3 separate regions of the Mus musculus genome follow, and regions 1 and 2 are each linked to region 3. The links are chromatin contacts, called in public Hi-C and Micro-C maps. All regions are on one chromosome and are shown on one strand. The core of a region is the stretch at or near the end of the contact, and the rest is flanking DNA. Distances in the headings are between cores, read along the strand shown. Region 1 holds the start of Bloc1s1 (biogenesis of lysosomal organelles complex-1, subunit 1). Region 2 holds the start of Cdk4 (cyclin-dependent kinase 4). Region 3 holds the start of Rassf3 (Ras association (RalGDS/AF-6) domain family member 3).

Region 1 (3,417 bases), core at 554-3,053, 7.4 Mb before region 3:
CATCCAATAGGTGACTGTGAGCATCCACTTCTGTATTTGCCAGGCACTGCATAGCCTCACAAGAGACAGCTATATCAGGGTCCTGTCAGCAAAATCTTGCTGGCATATGCTATAGTGTCTGGGTTTGGTGGCTGATTATGGGATGGATCCCTGGGTGGGGCAGTCTCTGGATGGTCCATCCTTTCATCTCAGCACCAAACTTTGTCTCTGTAATTCCTTCCATGGTTATTTTGTTCGCTATTCTAAAGAAGAATATTCTAATTTGTTCTGCATCCATTTGCCCTGCTACTGGATCCAAGCTATCAACTTCATCTGCGCCATAACTCAGAAAATGGGTAGCTGGGTAGATGACAAAGCTGTAAACAGTCTCAGACATGAATTAGCCCCACGTCCCTCAGCTTTGGAAGCACTCTGGAATCACCTGATACAGAGATGATAGATAGCTAGATAGCTAGCTAGCTACATACATACATACATACATACATACATACATACATAGATCAATCCTTCAGAAAGTCTATTTAATAAATAAATTTGGGATCAAGTTTCTTTTTAATTGGGAGTAGGAGACAGGGTCTTGCTATGTAGCCCAAGCTAATCTAGAACTCCCCATTCTTCCACCTCAGCCCCCTGACAGGTTTGCATCAGTATACCATACATGACAGTATTATTTACAAACTCTTCAATGCGGTTCTACTCTTTAGCCAGAGCTAAACATTAGTCTAATCACCTTAGTTTATTAACAATCAAACTAAAGCTCAGAATGGGTAAGAAAATTGACCAAAGTTTGGCCAGCATGTCTCCACATTCGTTTTTTTGTGGTCTGTGTGTTTCTGCTTTGAGACAAGGTCTCTCTACATATTGCTAGCTGCCCCAAAGTTTGTTCTGTAGACCAGGATGGCCTCAAATACACAGACATCCTCCTGCTTCTGCCTCAGGCCTGCTAGAATCAAAGTTGTGGGACACATGGTATGTCTGCACACTTGTAATGCACCCCTTAGCTCCGGTTACTTGTAGCGCTGGTGGATTCCTGGCCACCATGAAAAGCACAAGGAGCCTAGGGGACAGAGAGAGAGAGAGAGAGAGAGAGAGAGAGAGAGAAACAACAGCAATAAATTGATGGTGTTTATAATTTTTCTAGTTGGAATTAGTCCTGGAAGCATTCCTCCTTAGTCGGAGAAGCACTGTATAATTTACCTTTCACTTTGGCAGTAGCACTTACGCTTCTGCCACGACTAAAATGGGTTCGCATTCCCTGACCACAAAAGGACAGAGATAGATCTGCGCATTCACCACTCACTGCCCGCAACATTAGCAAAGCTCCCTAGAAGGCTGCTTGAGGTGCCTAAAATGCTGCTCTACAGTGATCACCCAGAGCTGAGAGAACCTCGGTGGAGAGGTGAGAAGACAAGAGGGCTGGGAAATAAGAGAAAGCATTCTCTTCTAGGGAGAGGAAGCTGGGAATCCACTGAGAATCGGCCGGCATTGCCAGGAGGTAAGGTGAGGGAAGGAGAAGAATTTCAATGAGTTCAGAGAGCTTCTGCTACCCTAGTAACAGAAGTGTAGTGGACAGCATCAGGACACCAATCCTCTCAAAACCCGACAGCCAGAGCATGTGAAAACTGACTCTTCAGCATGACTAAATGCGAAAAGTGTTCCTGACTCCAGAAACTGAGCCTCATTAGCGAACAGCTCACCCACCAAGCAACCAACCCTCCACTTCGCTCCTTTAGCTCCTCAATACCAACCACCAGATGCCAAAAGCAGAGGGAGGCTCTTGCGTCACGTGATACTGCGATCACGTGACGCCTTCCGGGTGAGCCAAGGCATAGTCCAGTTCCTGCAGCCTTAGGGAGGGGTCCGCCGTGCCCACACCCAGCCAGACTCGACCATGCTGTCCCGCCTGCTCAAAGAACACCAAGCCAAGCAGAACGAACGCAAGGAGCTGCAGGGTGAGCTCAGCGTCCGGTCGGTCGGCAGCTCCCGGCCGCGGCCTAGCTTCTTCCAGAGGCCTGGACCTCGGGTAACCTCCCAGATCAAGGAGAGGGCGCCGGCTAGCGGGCGACCCGAGTGCCGGGCAGGGAATTGGGGGCGGCACTTCTGGAAACTCCGTCCCCTTGCCAACCAGCCCTGGTCCCCTTGGCACCACTCGGGTCCCTGCGCCACCTCCCTCAATCCCGCCCAGGCGGCGCCTGAGTCCCGCCCCTGGAGCGCGAAACGCGTTGCCAATTGGCCCAGCCAGCTTCTCACCCCGGAAGTGGGAGGAATTGGGGACTGCCCAGTCTGCCACACAGCTAAGGCACAACTTTCCCCAGGCCTAGACTGGGAATCCTGGAGTTGCCAATCCATTGCCCAAAGTAGTGGAAAAAGGATGTCTAGGAAGAGTCCTGGGCGTACCTGATGGAGTGTCCATTCCCTTCTCAGGGCCCCAGTTTCTTTGCCTCCAAAATAAAGGGGTTTGTTTTGTTTATGTATGGAAGGTTCTTTTTAAGAGGTCTGGCATTAGTTGGCAGTTTCTAGAACAGTAATAAGTGCGTGAGGACCCATTAGCACCATCTTTCAAATACGAAGTCTGCTCCAACCCCTTTCCCCTTCCCCAGAGAAGAGGAGGAGAGAAGCTATCGCTGCAGCGACCTGCCTGACCGAAGCGTTGGTGGATCACCTCAACGTGGGGTATGAACCTCTTCCCTCAACTCCGGTTTCCTCCATCCACCCTGGTTACACAGCATCTGGGCCAGCTTTCAGAAGGACCCGGTGCTCCAGTAACTCCTCTGATCTGTCCCCTCCCCCTAATGTAACTTTGTGGAGACTTGAGTCAGCTTTCACTCTCTAACGCTGATGGGGGCGACAGCTGCAGTGGTTGGGAAAACAGAATTCCCCTCCCCACACTAACTTCCCTGGCACAACTTGATGCCATCTGGCCAACTCGACTAACCCTTATATGTCCAGCTGTCACTTGGGTGGGAGGGAAGGACAACCTCTTCCACCACGTACCCTCTTTCCTTCCTCACCTCCTACTCTCTGGAAAGCCTGCGAAACAAATGGCAGGAACAGGATGGCACAGCTGGTAGAAGTAAGGAAGAGCCTAAGCCAAGAGCTGTGACAAAACCAGGCTGTCTCTTCCTTTCCTTCTGGGTCTCCAGGGACCCTTCCCCCAACCTTAACCCTCAATGAGAAGACCAGTGGTATCCAAAGACTTGGAAAGATTCCCTGGCCCTGCATGACTCATAAGAGTGCAGAGATGGTGATCTGATTGTCTATGGGAAGAAAGGAGGCACATACTATGCCTTCCGCCCAGGGCGAGTGACAGGCTTGGTTGCAAATCCAGAGACTGATTCATCCAAGGGAGTCATGCAGGGTTAGGGTCATCAACCATTACTCATCTTGAGGGGAGATTAGGGGGAAGAATGGCTGTGG
Region 2 (3,015 bases), core at 1-2,500, 5.6 Mb before region 3:
AAATCCCAACAACTTCTATTGCAAAGATCGGTCCACCCTCGCCCCCAGCCCCACCCCTACTCACCTTAATGGTCTCAACCGGCAGGCCCGGTGGAGGTGCTTTGTCCAGGTATGTCCTCAGGTCCTGGTCTATATGCTCAAACACTAGGGTGACCTTGATGTCCCGATCAGTTCGGGAAGTAGCACAGACATCCATCAGCCTGAGAAGAACAAATGATCACCAGCTAGTCGTCCCCTTTGTCTCAACGTGGCCTCTGGCGTTCTAGGGTCCCACTCCTGCCTTACGGGTCCTATTGTCCTCTCCGCCCCACTCCCAATCCAACCTTCTCACCGTACAACATTGGGATGTTCAAAGGCCTCCAGCCTCCTTAACAAGGCCACCTCACGAACTGTGCTGACGGGAAGGCCCCCTCCAGCTGCTCCTCCATTAGGAACTCTCACACTCTTGAGGGCCACAAAGTGGCCACTGTGGGGATCTCGGGCTTTGTACACCGTCCCATAGGCACCGACACCAATTTCAGCCACGGGTTCATATCGAGTGGCAGCCATTCTCGAAGCAGGGGATCTACAATCACAGAGGCTTCTAATACCAAACTCACTCTCACGGTTAGGAGGGGGATGACCCGGCGGTAACAAAGGAACTCCTGCACAAGACCTCGCCAACGCGATCAGCAACATCCCACCCCTCCACACTTCCAGGGCCCGCGCCTTAGGTAACACAAAGACTCCCATCAAACCCTCCTCCTCCGGCCACGTTTTGTCCCGGAGGAAGAAAAAGAATGCTTTCTTTCCTTTCGGAGGACATCGCACTAGGCACAAAGAGGATCACACAGTGCACAGGGTTTGCACCGAAGATTCTGCACTTCACTCTCCAAAATCACACCCTTGCCCGCGACCACAAAGGCCCCACTTCCCGCCATTGGGCCACCTTCCATAATCAGCCAGCGACGCGCACGCGTGGGGAGCTGGAGGGTGCTGGTGGTGGCGGGGACTGGTCCCCCGATCCTGGATGAGACTGCACTCACCTTACGCTCGGCTAAGAGCTCTGGAGGTGGCCCTTTATCTGGGCCCGGGAGCCGGTTCCTGCGGCGCCATACACCGGGGATCGGTCCCGGGCAGCTGGACGCTTCGGGCCAGACCATAGACACAGGCCGCGAGCTAGAGAGGCCCCCTCACCCCCACCCTCACCATGTGACCAGCTGCCAGAGAGGCGCGCGGAAACCCGGGGGGCGGGGCGGGCGCCGGACGTTCTGGACACGTGATCTTCACCCTTGCGCAGTGGGCAACCCGGGCTGCTTTGATGGGAGGGGTGTGGTGGGGAAGGGGGCGGGGCCCTGACGGCCACGTGACCTGTTGCTATCCCACGTGACCCCTTGACTTTGCGCTGGGAAGCAGAGGTGTGGTTACGCTGTGTGGCACGTGACTGGCTGCCATACCCTGACTGCCGAGGGGGTGTGTGGGGGCGAGAGAGGGTGGAGCACAAGGCGGTGTCATGGCAACCGGGCCAACCAGCTCTCAACTCTGGGCTCAAGGCCGAGCCAGAGCGCATCTTCAGTCTCACTATGGGTCTCTGAGTGGGCGGGAGGTCGAGGTGTTAGTGGGAGATCCTGGTGCCAGAAATGGTGCTGTAACATTTCCACTCCACCGCCATGGGGAAACATTCGTATTTGTGTCTTTCTTTTACTCATTCATTCAACACAATTTTACTAAGTGCTTCCTTCCAGTTGGTATGCGATGTTTTTGTTTTGGTGTCTCAGTCACTCGCCCTTTGAAGTGATGATAAAGATAACTAGTATAGGTAATTGTGGTCTTATAAAACAGGGAATAAATAATTTCTATCTGAGGAGGAAACTAGGATTAAAAGATGGACAGAAGGAAATATAATAAGCCACTGTATGGGTATGGGGGGGCAGCAATTTAATGCCCTCCCTCTTCCCAACCTGTAAACCTCCCCAGGAATATTAAAAGCAGCAAGAAGTGATTGAAAATAGGGGTTCTTGATTTTACAAGAGTCTTTACACTAAGATTGCTACATATATATGTGATTGCATAAACAGATGACAGGGTAAGCATGTCCAGGGTCAGTCACCACCACATTGCTGGAAGATGACGTGTCCTTTTGCAAACCTGCAACTCCTCGTTGGGGTCATGTTCCTATTTTTTCCCCAGTCCAGCTTAGAACATATTCTTGATCTGATCAGCGTTTCCTAAATGGTCTGCCTACAGAAATCTAGTTAGACAGAGGTAGATCTGTGTGACGATTTCGTCTGCTCCAACTCCTTTATTGTCTCCCACCTCTTAGGGATATGGGATGAAGGACCATGTTCCCATTTGTGAAAAATTGCCTAAAATCTAGAGCTATTTTAAATTGATTTGGGGTGGGGGTGCTGGGGATTGGAGTTAGTGTTTTTTTGTTTGTTTGTTTGGTTGGTTTTTTGGATTTTCGAGACAGGGTTTCTCTGTGTAGCCCTGGCTGTCCTGGAACTCACTCTGTAGACTAGGCTGGCCTCGAACTTGGAAATCTGCCTGCCTCTGCCTCCTGAGTGCTGGGATTAAAGGCGTGTGCCACCACACCCGGCTTGGAGTTAGTGTTTTTATATGCAGTAAGCATGGGTTCAGTCACTGAGCTATATTCCTGAACCCTAAATTCTAAAATCATATTTGAGACACTAGAGTTGAGGCTGGTCTCAAATTAATTGCAATTTTTGTGCTAAAGCCCCTAAATGCTGTTTTTATAGGCATGAGCAACGATTTTGGCTCTGATTTATTTTATTGTGGATATTTGTTTTGTTTTAATGGAACAAGGTCTCATATAGCCCAGGTTGGTCTTGAAATGGACACGTAGCTAGCCTCAAATACTTGATCCTCCTGCTCCATCTCCCAAGAACTAAGGTTAAAGGTATGCACCACTTTTTTTTTCTTTTCTTTCTCTCTTTTCCTTTCTCTGTCTTTTCTTTCTTTGAGACTGGATCTTTCTTGCCAGGTAGCCCAGGCTGGCCTCAGACTCTGCAATGT
Region 3 (3,396 bases), core at 296-2,795:
GCTTTCTAGTCATCCATAGTCGAGTGGTGCCTGGGAAGAAGTCTTTCAAGTAAGGGCTTTAAAATAGGCTGTGACTCTAAGGCCCCTCTGGGGGTGAGTTCCCTGGAGTGAAAGGCCAGTTTGCATGCTGAACACGTGAATAAATCTGCAGGAAGGCAGATAAGTCAGCCTTCTTTCTGCCCGAGGGAGGAAGGAACTACACAGGAGCCATTTCTTTCCCTTGTCCCAGACTTCTCTCCGGTCTGGCTTTCCCCCCTTCTCGTTCTCAAGTGACGATTAGGCACTCAGTCCTGATTCCAGGAAGGGTACACAAAAACGCCACAGAAGCAGCGGGTCTCAGCCTGAAGGCGACTGCTACCTTTATGTTTTAGTCACAGCACTGGGGGAGTAGAGGAGAAAAGGGCTTAGCCATAAGCAATGACGAGTTTCTCTTTTAAAAAACTCCTTAAAAAACAAAACAAAAATTCTGCTACGGCCTGCATATCATAGCAGCCTTAAAGCTTCAAACCCTCTTTCCCATCAAGGTCTCTTGCAAGCAAGTTAGTAGGACTCAAGTCAACTCCATCACGCCAAGGGGAAAACGACCCCCCAGGTCACCCTAAGCAAAAAAAAAAAAAAAAAAAAAAAGTCGCATTTTAAAAATTTAGCAGATTCCCGAAGGGAAACCTTGTTTTTTGTTGTGTGGGTGAGAACGGAGTGGTCTAATCTACTTGCTCCCCCATGGGGTGACCATGTAAGGTTGCTTGTGGGAGGCGACATTTCCAAAGTGCATTTAAATTAAAAGTACTGGATTGTTCGGTGATTATGAAATTTGTCCCCCAAATTCTCAACTGCTTTAGCCATCCACATTTGGGACACGCCTTCGCCACAGGGAGGCGGGAAAGCTTTACCACCGAAGTTCAAAAGAACCAGAGAGGATGTTTTCTTTCAAATAAGCACAACCCAGTCGCTCTTACCCCACCCACCTCTGCTAACTTATAACGGTTTGGGAGGGGCCAGCCGCACGCGTGGCTCGACCCCCTCGACCCAGACCGTTTCCACCAAGGCCGAGCCCGAAGGAGAGTGGGAAAAGTTCTCCATTATATTGCCGCCCTCTCCAAAACTTCGGCTCCAGTGACGGGAAATCACTGAGGAGTTTGCAGATTCCGGGAGGTTGGGGAAGCCCTCGGGAGAACTGTTCCAGCAGGGGCGGTGCTCGAACCCACCTTCCTCCAACAGTCCACCGGTGCTAGGACGGAGGGGCGTGGCTGAGGGCCGCGGGCGGGGCCCCACCTGCGCGCGCGGAGCTGGGCAGGACGCAGCAGCGGAGGCCCGTGGGGCGGGGCCTGGGCGGGGCCTTGGTAGCAGGGGCGTGGCGTGTGCTGGGTCCTTGACGGGCTGGGGGCGGGGTCTTGGCTGGGCGGGGTCTGGTTTGAGGTGGGTGGGGCCTTGCCAGGCGTGGGGGGCTGGGTCCAGGAGGGGGCGGGGTCGTGGCGCACCAGAGCCGGGAGGCGCCCGGAGAGGGCGGCTGATCCTGCGGGAGGGGACCAGACGGCGGCTTGAGCGGCGGCTGCAGCTGCAGCAGGACGGCTTGCCGGCGGCTCGGGGCCGCGCGCCGGGAACCTCACGGGGCGGGCGGGCGCCGCACCCCGGCCTGGCCGCCTGCGCCCCGGGGAGGCCCCCTGCGCGCAACCGGACCAGCAGCATGAGCAGCGGCTACAGCAGCCTCGAGGAGGACGAGGACTTTTTCTTCACCGCCAGGACCTCCTTCTTCAGGAGAGCGCCTCCGGGCAAGTCCCGTTCGGGTCAGCCGGTGAGTGGCGTGCTCGGGGGTCTTGGCTCCACGTGTCTGCGCCCGCGCTGGGCGATGCTCGCCCGAGGGCTGCGGGGCTCTGAGAGTGGCCTTTGCCCTTTCGGCGCCTGAAAGGTGCTGGGAGCCTGTGCAGTGGGCGTGGGCCGCCCGAGGCGAAGGAAGGAGGTGGAAGGGCGCGGAGCCAGATGGCCTGGGCCTCTCTGCTTGGGGGACGCCGGCTGCGGGAGCAGCTCCAAAGAGCCGGGAGGTCCCCGGGCCACTCGGGATGGCTCCCCCGACAGCCCTTCGGGGCGACGGCCGGGTCACCGCGCCGTCCTGGCTGCAGTTTGCTTCTAGCTGCAGTTTGCTCGATGGCCCTGAGTGGCTTGAGGGCACGCAATAGCCCAAAGTGACCGAGCAGCCCCGGTGCGGGCAAGCTGCAGGGTAAAGGGACCGGGCGATCGTCGGTGCTCACTAAAGTCTGGGTCTCATCAGGTCCGGTTTGCGGGTCCTGCGGACGTCCTGGGTAGACTTAGCTCCAGAGGGCTGAGCCTTACGCCGATTTCTTCCTTTTTTGGAGGAAGGGTGCCGTGGGAAGCGTGGCTTGGGAAAAGACAGTACGGGAAGTTGTGCCAGTTTCACAGATCGGGACAGGGATTATTATTATTTTTTTTTAGGGGCGTCTTCCAAATGGGGCACTTTGGCCGGACTTGTAAGGTCGGCGCTTAACCGGTGGCCTTCTGGCCCTGGAAGCCGCACCAGGGAGCCTGGCCAGCTCGGCCACGCTCTCGTCAGATATAGGAGCTTTAACGGAACAAACTTGTTGCTCCTAAAAACACCACAGACGCACACCAGAGGTTTCTGTCAACTCTGGAGATGAAAAACAAGAGAAACTAATCGTTCAGAGGCCCAGTGATGGGGATTTTGGTGGAGAGAAATCTCTGCCCAGACTGCCCTTGCCAACCCTTTTAAGTTTAACAGGCCGTTGTTTTCTAAAGTAAAACTCCTTTATCAGATTTGGAAGTTCTAGGCTTTTTGGTCTATTAGATTTCCAAACTAAGAGGAGGAGGAGGGTGAAAGGCTAGGATGAGGTCATTATTGCTAACAACTAGTCCCCTAGTGAAGGGCTAGCTAGGGTGGGTGGTAGCATGCCTTTATCCTCAGACTTCAGGTTGCTCCGTTTACTAGGGTGACCTTTTATTTTCAGTAGAATGTGCTAATGGGGGAATTTGGAAGTCAGAGATTACCCACGACTCCCACTCCCACACTGCCTGGCCTACCTCCTGTGGGGCAGACAAGAAATGGCCTTTTCCCCCTTTCTCATCTAGTTTTTCCCTCATTGGGGTTCTTCACCACTTTACATATTCCCCTCCCGTTTGCCTTGTAAAGAGCTTGAGCCAGTTTGACTTGTATTCCAGAAGTGCCTGGTAATTTCCAGAAAACCAGGGGGTTCTTGAATTCTACCGGTGTGGGAGTCCCCTCCACGGGGGTCCAGCCAGAATGCTGTGGTTGGAAGTCAAGAATCTTGTTCCTGCTTTTTAGTAGTTGAAGCGGCAGCTGGGGATGTAGCTAGTAGCTTGCCTAGTACTTACTGCATAATATGGGGTTGTAGTTCACAGTAGTGT

The links. A called contact is a pair of places that touch in the nucleus more often than the background predicts.
Region 1: a contact with region 3 is called in a Hi-C map of B cells, with 5 read pairs. The contact joins the promoter of Bloc1s1 here to the promoter of Rassf3 in region 3.
Region 2: a contact with region 3 is called in a Micro-C map of embryonic stem cells, with 8 times the contacts expected there. The contact joins the promoter of Cdk4 here to the promoter of Rassf3 in region 3. A contact is called at or near these places in 2 of 484 Hi-C or Micro-C datasets (B cells and embryonic stem cells).

The regions. Positions count from the first base shown.
Region 1 is chr10:128,921,910-128,925,326 of GRCm38.p6, reverse strand. Bloc1s1 (biogenesis of lysosomal organelles complex-1, subunit 1) reads left to right here and starts at 1,803. Exons shown (of 4, transcript NM_015740.3): 1 at 1,803-1,952; 2 at 2,601-2,673. The coding sequence starts at 1,892.
Region 2 is chr10:127,061,770-127,064,784 of GRCm38.p6, reverse strand. It overlaps Cdk4 (cyclin-dependent kinase 4), which reads right to left and starts at 1,250. Exons shown (of 8, transcript NM_009870.4): 1 at 1,026-1,250; 2 at 332-565; 3 at 65-200. The coding sequence starts at 549.
Region 3 is chr10:121,474,399-121,477,794 of GRCm38.p6, reverse strand. It overlaps Rassf3 (Ras association (RalGDS/AF-6) domain family member 3), which reads left to right and starts at 1,545. Exons shown (of 5, transcript NM_138956.3): 1 at 1,545-1,792. The coding sequence starts at 1,685.